Regions from separate parts of the Danio rerio genome. Here region 2 is linked to region 1. The links are chromatin contacts, called in public Hi-C maps. All regions are on one chromosome and are shown on one strand. The core of a region is the stretch at or near the end of the contact, and the rest is flanking DNA. Distances in the headings are between cores, read along the strand shown.

What was found. A called contact is a pair of places that touch in the nucleus more often than the background predicts.
Region 2: a contact with region 1 is called in a Hi-C map of hematopoietic stem cells, with 2.7 times the contacts expected there. The contact joins the promoter of nhp2 here to the promoter of brd8a in region 1. A contact is called at or near these places in 2 of 18 Hi-C or Micro-C datasets (caudal fin and hematopoietic stem cells).

The regions. Positions count from the first base shown.
Region 1 is chr21:32,844,738-32,849,263 of GRCz12tu, reverse strand. It overlaps brd8a (bromodomain containing 8a), which reads right to left and starts at 2,174. Exons shown (of 18, transcript XM_073935993.1): 1 at 2,139-2,174; 2 at 1,649-1,742; 3 at 122-191. It overlaps trnaa-agc (transfer RNA alanine (anticodon AGC)), which reads left to right and starts at 3,418; the gene lies at 3,418-3,490.
Region 2 is chr21:33,053,894-33,058,227 of GRCz12tu, reverse strand. It overlaps nhp2 (NHP2 ribonucleoprotein homolog (yeast)), which reads left to right and starts at 1,777. Exons shown (of 4, transcript NM_212597.2): 1 at 1,777-2,060; 2 at 2,242-2,311. The coding sequence starts at 1,910. grpel2 (GrpE-like 2, mitochondrial) reads left to right here. Exons shown (of 4, transcript NM_001288663.1): 4 at 1-962. The coding sequence ends at 5.

The DNA.
Region 1 (4,526 bases), core at 925-3,424:
CTGAAAGACAGAATTATTTTTTTAAGTGAGTGTTAAATGACAGCATGTTCAATTTCTGGATGAACTATGCCTTTAGATTTCCTCATCACTGGATTGTTGTAGGCTACTGTCCCACCAGTACCTTCTGAGAGAACCAATCAGGAGGACGTCCAGGTTCTGCAAACGGCTTAATGGCTCGACTCACGGAAACCCTAAAACACCCAGTGAACAAAAACACATGGTGCATGTGAGTTTAGGCTTGGGCCAGACAGAATCTGCGGACGTTTTTTGCTATTTCTGCTGAGAATTTTGGTAAAAATATGCGGATTTCTGCTGATTTATTTTGGGAGTATCATAACTAAAACCTTAATATGTGAAATTTAAAAATTATATATTTTTAACTTTAATGTTTAAGATGCAAATCCAATTACATTCACATTATTTGGTAAACAAAGCAAGTCTCTCATATAATATATTTATTAAAAGACAGAAAATATTACTGTACAAACTGCACTGTACATAAATCAGATGAACATTTTCATATTAGTCAATAATATTACTGTAATTAATTTAAAAACTGAATAAATATAGTTTTACACACATTTACTCAAGTAAATAAACAGAATTAATGATGGGCTAAAAATCTGCGGAATTCTGCACGCGCAGATTCCATGTAGGCCTAGTTTAGGCTAATTTCAGACTTAAATGTGATTAGATATTTTCAAAGGGGGAAACGTGACTTAAAATATTGATTAAATCATACAAAAAAAAGGCATGTGTGTGTGTGTGTGTGTGTGTTAGTAAACATTTTTGAAATAAGTTTTGGATATATTTTAAAGTAAACTATTTTTTTTGCAGTTCTGAATTACATCAGTGATTAGTTATGAATCAAAGTATGAAATGGAATAAATCAATATTTATGTCAGAATAAACAAATCATGATAAGATTGACTTATCTTGAGCTGTCCTTGTTACAGTGTAATTGCGCATTTAGGTATTAAATACTGAATATTAATTAACAACGATTACTTACTATATGGTTAGGGTTAACTGTATTTAATTATGCATATAAAAATAAATTATAAAATACAATAAATAAATATAAAGTTTCATTCATTGTTGTTTACATTTTTTAATGCTTGGGATAAAAACTAAAATTATATATGGTAAAATTTTTAATATATCGACCATTTTGAGAGATGTAAACAAAAACAATGGTCTCAACGTGTTTCCTGTCTTACATTTTTAATTTCTATGGTTTCAGAGAATCCAAAAAGAGTCACATATTTACAAATAATGTTATGATCACTGGTTTAACATTAGGTTATGATTAAATTGCCACTTGTTACAGTTATGAAATAGTTTGACAACAAGCAGGAAATCTTCATGGGCCAATGACATTACATTAAAATGGTCTCGATAGATAGATAGATAGATAGATAGATAGATAGATAGATAGATAGATAGATAGATAGATAGATAGATAGATAGATAGATAGATAGACAGATAGATAGATAGATAGATAGATAGATAGATAGATAGATAGATAGATAGATAGATAGATAGATAGATAGATAGATTACATATACACACACATGATGTATATGTTTACAAAGAAATACCCTCATACATCATCAATTTATTTTGCCTTATGCAAATAAAAATCACCAGTTTTGGTCTCCACTCTTCATGACAGATGAGGCGAGGCACAGCTTCTCCCTAATTGACCATGGGTCTGTCGGGCCCAGCAGCAGTTTATGTTCTGTCCAAGGAATAAAAGCACAATATAAAGAGATGAGCGCATTTTACATGTGAGCAGCATTTGTATGACCCACACTGCGATGTAGAAGAATGTATGAAAAGTAGTCACTAATAACGGGGCCATTTTAGACGGTCAACGCATCATCGGCATCTTACATTTCTTTAACGTGAAGTGATTCGCAAAAGCTAGTCGATATAGTCATGAATGTTTGGGTTTTGGCGATTCGGCCAATGATTGCCATAATCAATGACTTCTGCGTGTCAAATCGCTCAACGCCCATGCACGCGCACCGCTGCATCCATTCTGCACGCGCTCGACATGCATCCATTATAATGTGTCCTCCGCCCCGTGCAAGACATTCATGTGTACGATGGAAATATAGAGAGCAATACTCACTTCCAACACCGCTCGCCATTTTGTCATGACTAGACTGTTTTCTATCGCTTCTTTCGCATGACAAGTGTCTGGCTGTCAAATGTAAATGTGCATATCCGGTGTGAATTTTCCAACAATCATTTTGCACTAAAGGTCTGCGTTAATATCATCAATGTGCATTATTCAATCGATAAAGGTTTGTGTTTTTGGTTAGTATTTTCGCTTGTATGACCGTAGTTCAGTCATTTTTAATACTTAAGAGGTGGATATTTATTTGTATTTGATAGATGTGGTGTTGGTTTACAGTTGCTAATAATAATCATGATAAAGCAAATAATATTGAATAACTTTGAATTGTTGTGTTTGCTTTTGCTCAGCAAATGTAGTTGGTTCTTTTAGTCACATTCAGTGAAATGGCTTCATGTAAACAACAATTATTTGTACAATTATATAATTTAGAAAATATATGCATAGAAACAAGCACTTTTTAAACAAAAATCTCATATTTTATGAATTATAAATGTGACTTTAAATTATTCTCGAATTAAATTATAGCATCTCGAGACTCAAAACATTTAAACAAACAAGCAAACAAACAAACAAAATTGCTTTGGCAGCTATGTTGTTAATAATTAAGCTCTTTTTGTACTATTGAATACATATATTTTAAAAACTAAACAAGAAGTTTGGTTAAAAAATAAACCAGCTTAAAATGTTTACAATCAACTAGTGCAAGCTGTTTACTTTAGATTGTTTTGTTTTTAATGTTGTTTTAACATTGTTAAAGAGCAACTATATTATTATAGAGATTTAAGACGTGCTGATACTAATATAAACCAATAATAATACAAAACAAATCAGTTAGCTCATAGAGCACAGTCGATAAACAAGTGTTTTGTTATAGCTAACGTTAGCTTTTATTTTGACTATGACTTCCGTACCGGAAGGAAGACCGGTGAATAAAACATTTGTTCGGATTTAGTATTTTTGGACTGTTAATGAATAAATACAATTGTTGAACAGGAATTGTGCTGTTTTTATTATTTATTGAAAACTAAAAAATAATCGACCCCAATGTGTGAAATATGCTATTTTTTAGCTATTATTTTAGCTATTTGTAACGTACTTTAGCACCGCTAAAATAAATGTTATTTTGGATTGAAAATGTATGTGTTATAGGCCATAGTTAATCGATTATTTTGCTGTTCCTAATACTTACGCATATAAATCCCCCTGGTGGACGTCACATATACCATGGGTGGTGTTCAATTGCCGACATACCTGATGCATACTTCGTGTAGGGGGATTAGCTCAAATGGTAGAGCGCTCGCTTAGCATGCGAGAGGTAGCGGGATCGATGCCCGCATCCTCCAACTTTTTAATTTTTTTCTGATAATGAAAAATATTTATGTATCAATGATCATTTTTACAATATCGTGTTTATACATACACATGACTTCATGAATTAGGTGTTTACTTGCTTCATCATAGGCTGTACATTGTTTTCCCATACATTTTGAGGCATCTGCTGCACTGTAATCCTGATCCACACAGAGGCTACATCTAGTAGGTATCATGTACAGTTGTTTGTTTATTTGATTATATAATTATAAATTATCTATTGAAAACTTAATTTGTTCATATCTGCTTCAGAAAATGCATACTAGAAAACAAGCTGTTAATAATAAAATGATGATTCATTGTCTGCCTGTAGGTGGCGCTTACAGACCAGAAATAAACCCGTCGTGAACAGTGAGCGAAGTGCTCTAAAGGCGCTGATTTACGATTCAAATCCATAATAAAAACGCAAATACAAGCAAATAATAATAATTAGCAGTGAAATATATATATATTTGAATGTTTAGCTATTTTGGATCGTTTGCTTCATGCCAATGCATTGTACGTTAAAAAGAGCAGAAAAGAGACAAACTTCTAGACAATATTTCAATAAAAGAAGAGTTGGCTCACATCACAGATATTTATTTATATATGAGTTCACACGAGGAGTTGAAACGTTTGTTTGTTTTAGCGTTTATTTGCTACATTTTGTCATAGCTTTTTTTATGCTAGTTGATTGCGCTAAATTGAGTTTAGCTGTATCGGACAGGCGTCCTGCTGAAAGATTTAGGACCCGGTATGAGTGAAGTACGCATGGAAGTATGCAGTAAATTGTTTCTAACCATATGCTGTGCCAATTTGATTGGTCAAATGTAAGCCTCAGCGGTGAAGCGCGATTGGTCAAAAGTAAGCCACAGGGGGAAAGCGCGATTGGCTCATGTGGGCTTACTTTGGGCTTACTTTATCTCAAACCCTTTGGCTCAAGCGGTGGGAAGCAAGCAAAGGGGCATGATCTTCTCGCTCACTCGCAAGCAAAAGTCTTAATACACGGACAAATGCGATAGATTTCGC
Region 2 (4,334 bases), core at 528-3,027, 210 kb before region 1:
GGTGACAGGACTTTGGTTCACTTCTTGTCCCGCTAATGCTTTTGTACATTCATAGTTTGTACGATGCTATTGTTCTTACATCTCTAGACGACTACATGTTTGACTTACTCTTTGAAGTAATGGTTATTTATATGTATTTATAAATGTTTTGTTGTTGTAAGCTTCTACACCAGTTTTTGTTTTGAACCCCTGATTTACACAATGTCCAGTGCCCATTTAATGTCTGGAAAGGTTGTCTTTTTGTGTGTTGCAGTGTTAAATTGACCCGGGAAATGCACTTTACGCCTTTATTATAGTGGATTCCGTATGTGATACTAGTTTAGAGGGAAAAGCAGCATATGAGATTGGTGAGAATATTAGTAACACTACAGTTTGATGATGTGTGTTTAACAACAGTTGAGGATTTGGTTATGAATTAACAATGAACAATCATGTTTAAGGCGTTTATTCATCATGGTAATGTTTAGTAGATGTATATCTAATTAGTTCATTGTCCATGATATTAGTAAATGCTGTAAACCTTTAGCAAACGTTTAGTTCATGGTCACTAATTTTAATGCATATAGCATTATTGTAACCTTTCCAGAAAGTTGTTGAATGTGTAAAGTGTTGAAGGCCACCAGTATCCAAAACAAAAGACAAACGTTTTCTCTTTTGGATGGGAGAAATGCACATTATATATAGATATGCATCCAAAGTGCAAATGAGCTTCGTGCTATTTGGGAGATAAAGTGAACATAAAAAATATTTATGTATTTATTCTGTTTGAAATAGTTTGCCCTGATAGTTTACATATTTTTTGTAGCTTAGAAGAAGAACTGAAACTGTAATCTATTTACATTTTCATTTAAGCTGAGTTTTTACTCATGCAATTTTTTTTTGTAAATGATGGAAACTCTTTAGTTTTGAGTGGATGTGTGAGGCTGATGACTGAATAAAAGTCTTTTCTTTTCGTTTGTTCATTTTGTGCACTAGGGGTCAGTGTTTTTAAAACAACTCAAAAACACGACATTCTAGATGTAGATACATAGATGCCTCTTTTAGATTCTGCCATGTAACGAGCAAAATATTCGAGAAGTTGACTGTAAAAACAAGCAAGTGTGAATATATCTACAATAGATTTTAATGTATTTTTAGCAACACGAATGCATTAGTTGATGTGTATAATAAAAAGTAATCTTTCACAATAACATATACATTCTTGAAAAGTAAACACGTTTAACTAATTTTTCCAAATGACTTTAGATTGTAAAATGATTTCCCCACAATACTGCTGATAAAACCATGAATTAAGATGCCATTATAAAATACCTACATTTCCCCCTCTAAATGTCCAGTTTCTTTATAAATTAAAATCGAAGTGGTAAGTGCAAGCTAAATTTACCGTTGGCGGACGGAGTCTGGAGCGGTTTCTAGCTCAGATACGGTTGCGGCCGGAAATTAACAGTAATCATTTATATTGTTTATTAAGTTTCCTATTTATTGTATTTTATTAGCGTCTGCCCCAACCCTAAAGCCAGCTTATACAGTGATGTAAAAACGGCCGTTTTGCCGCACTTATTTATTATAAATAAATAAATGGTATTTCATTAACGTCTGCCCCTAAACTCAACCGTCACAATACTGTAAAAATATTATTGTTATACAGTGTTATACAATATATTAAAAATATATTACTAATAAAATATTATTGTTATACAAAAATGATCCGCAGCTGTATCTAGACTTCACCGTCGAGAGCGGCATCTATGTATTATTCGACTCTATGGAGGAAATACTGCAGTGTTCGAAAAACACCGGAAATACGTTTATAGTCACCGCACGTGTGTTGTGCCTTGCATCCTGTGCCTGCAACACTATCAGCCTTAAGTTAATCGCTAAAGTATATTTGTGTACATTTTAACAAAAGATGACAAAGGTAAAGAAGGAGAAAGCCGGGGAAGAAGAAACCGGAGGGACGGAAAAATCATATCAAGAGTTGATAGCTAATATTAACCCAATCGCAAACCCGCTAGCATCGCGAAAACTTAGCAAAAAGCTCTACAAATGCGTCAAGAAAGGTAAACACGTGTTCAGAACTTGTTTTTAACATTCATAAAGAGTAACGTTATTGCCTGCGAGTGTGAATGAAAGTATACTAAATATCGCTGTCTGTAGGTTTAATATGTTGCAGACACGTGGTTGCAGTCATTTGTTCATTGGTTATGAGTGTTATTCATTATTATATTTATATTTTCTTAGCGGCTAAAGTTAAACAGATCCGACGAGGAGTCAAAGAAGTACAGAAGTTTATCAACAAAGGAGAGACTGGGTAAGATTAAGGTTTTTTCAGGTATTTGTTAAGCCCATTGGTTGATCAGTCCAGGGTTTAACCCATATTAGCCTTTTAAAAAGTTCATTCTAGTTTCAAATTGACTACACTACTAGACAAAGAATAATACTAATTTTTAATTTAACACGAAGAAATGCACAAAATTCACAAAACTATTTGAGCTCATGATGTTGTATTTGGTTCAGTTTGTACGCAGTATGATCATCTTAAAGGGATGGTTCAACCAAAAGTTATTTTATATTTTCATAATTTACTCACTTTTTATTTTGTTCCAAACCAGTTTAACTTAATTTTTTCGGTTGAACAAATATATTTTGACTTCCATTGCATTTGTTTTTCTTACTATGGTAGTCAATGTTTTCAGCTTGTTACAAAATATCTTTTGTGTTCAACAGAAGGAATAAACTTGAGGGAGAATAAAGAGTCTGTTATTATTTTTTTTCCCTGTGATTTATCCCTTTATAGTGTAAATATATCTTTAACTTATGGTTATAGTATATGAAAGCTATATTAGTTTTAGAAAACTAGCAGTATATTTTATTTAAATTATTTAAAAAATATCCTTGAATCTGTTGAAACTTTAGACCATTTTGAGGGACGTAAACAATAACAATGGTCCCAATTAGGCATGGGTGGTTTAGAATTCTGATGCTATGATAACCTTAGATCAGTGGTTCTCAAACTGTGGTACGTGTACCACTAGTGGTACGCAGGCCTTCTTCTAGTGGTACGCGGATGAATCAAATATGTAATATGTACATGCTACATATATTTAAAGAAATTATCAAAAATGATTTATATACGAATATGATGACATGAAGCCTATATTTATGAGGTCTAGGCAACTTTTCCAGGTGCTAACAAACCAGGAGTTATTTCTTTTTTTAAACTGTACAGAGCTTAAGCTGCTTTACTAGACCTAATACGCTACTGTATTTCAAAACTGCTCATTATGGTGGTACTTGCAAAGACAATTTTTTTCCGAGGTGGTACTTGATGAAAAACGTTTGAGAACCACTGCCTTAGATAGAAATATCACAGTTTTGTGATCACAACTCTAAAATATTTTCTTTTAAATGTCTAAAAAAAAAAAAACACGTTCTTCTGCTGCCTTCAAAAACACAAATTTCTCTACAATTTAAAACGACATATTTGGATATCTACTCTGCTGAAGATGTTGGCCTAAAAAAGCGTAAATAAAAAATCTTACACATACCTTAGGAATGAAATACATGAAAATTTTGAATGTTTTAAAACCTGGACTTTTTCCAAACCGCGGTAAACCTTGAAAACAGTTGTCATCCCATGCCTAGTCCCAATGTATTTTCTGTTTGACATGTTTTCATTTCTATAGCTTCTGAGAATCCAAAAAGGTCAACATATTGATAAACAATGTTATAGTAGCTGTTTTAGCATTGAGTTATAGTTAAATTCCCTCTTTTAACAGTTATGATAGTCTACACATGAATCATTTCTGCATGAAGAAATTACTTCAGTATTTTGTTTGTAAAATGTAATATCGTTTAATTAAGAAATTGTTACCATTTATATAGATTATATGCACTTATAAATTTAATTATATTATGTATTTAAAAATATTTTCAACTATGAAATTTAATAATAGCTTTCGTCTTTGTGAATTTTTATATTTGAAAAATTTTCTCAAGTTTTATGTATTAAAATGGGTAAGTGTGTTAACATGGAACTTGTATGGTAACATTCAAATTGTTTTGATTTTTTTGTCATTGATCAAAGTTTGCTGATCAGACACAATATGGCTTCAGTCAGACAAAAAGTTATTATGAGTTATGACTTGAGATCAAGCAGGCCTGAAATCTGAAAATCAAGTCAGAGTTATTAGCCGCCCCTTATATTATATATTAGATATTTATTTATTTATTTATTTATTTATTATCCTGTCTAAATGATGTTTAACAGAGTAGAAAATTTTCACAGTATGTCTGATAATGTTATTTCTTCTAGAGAAAGTCTTATTTGTTTT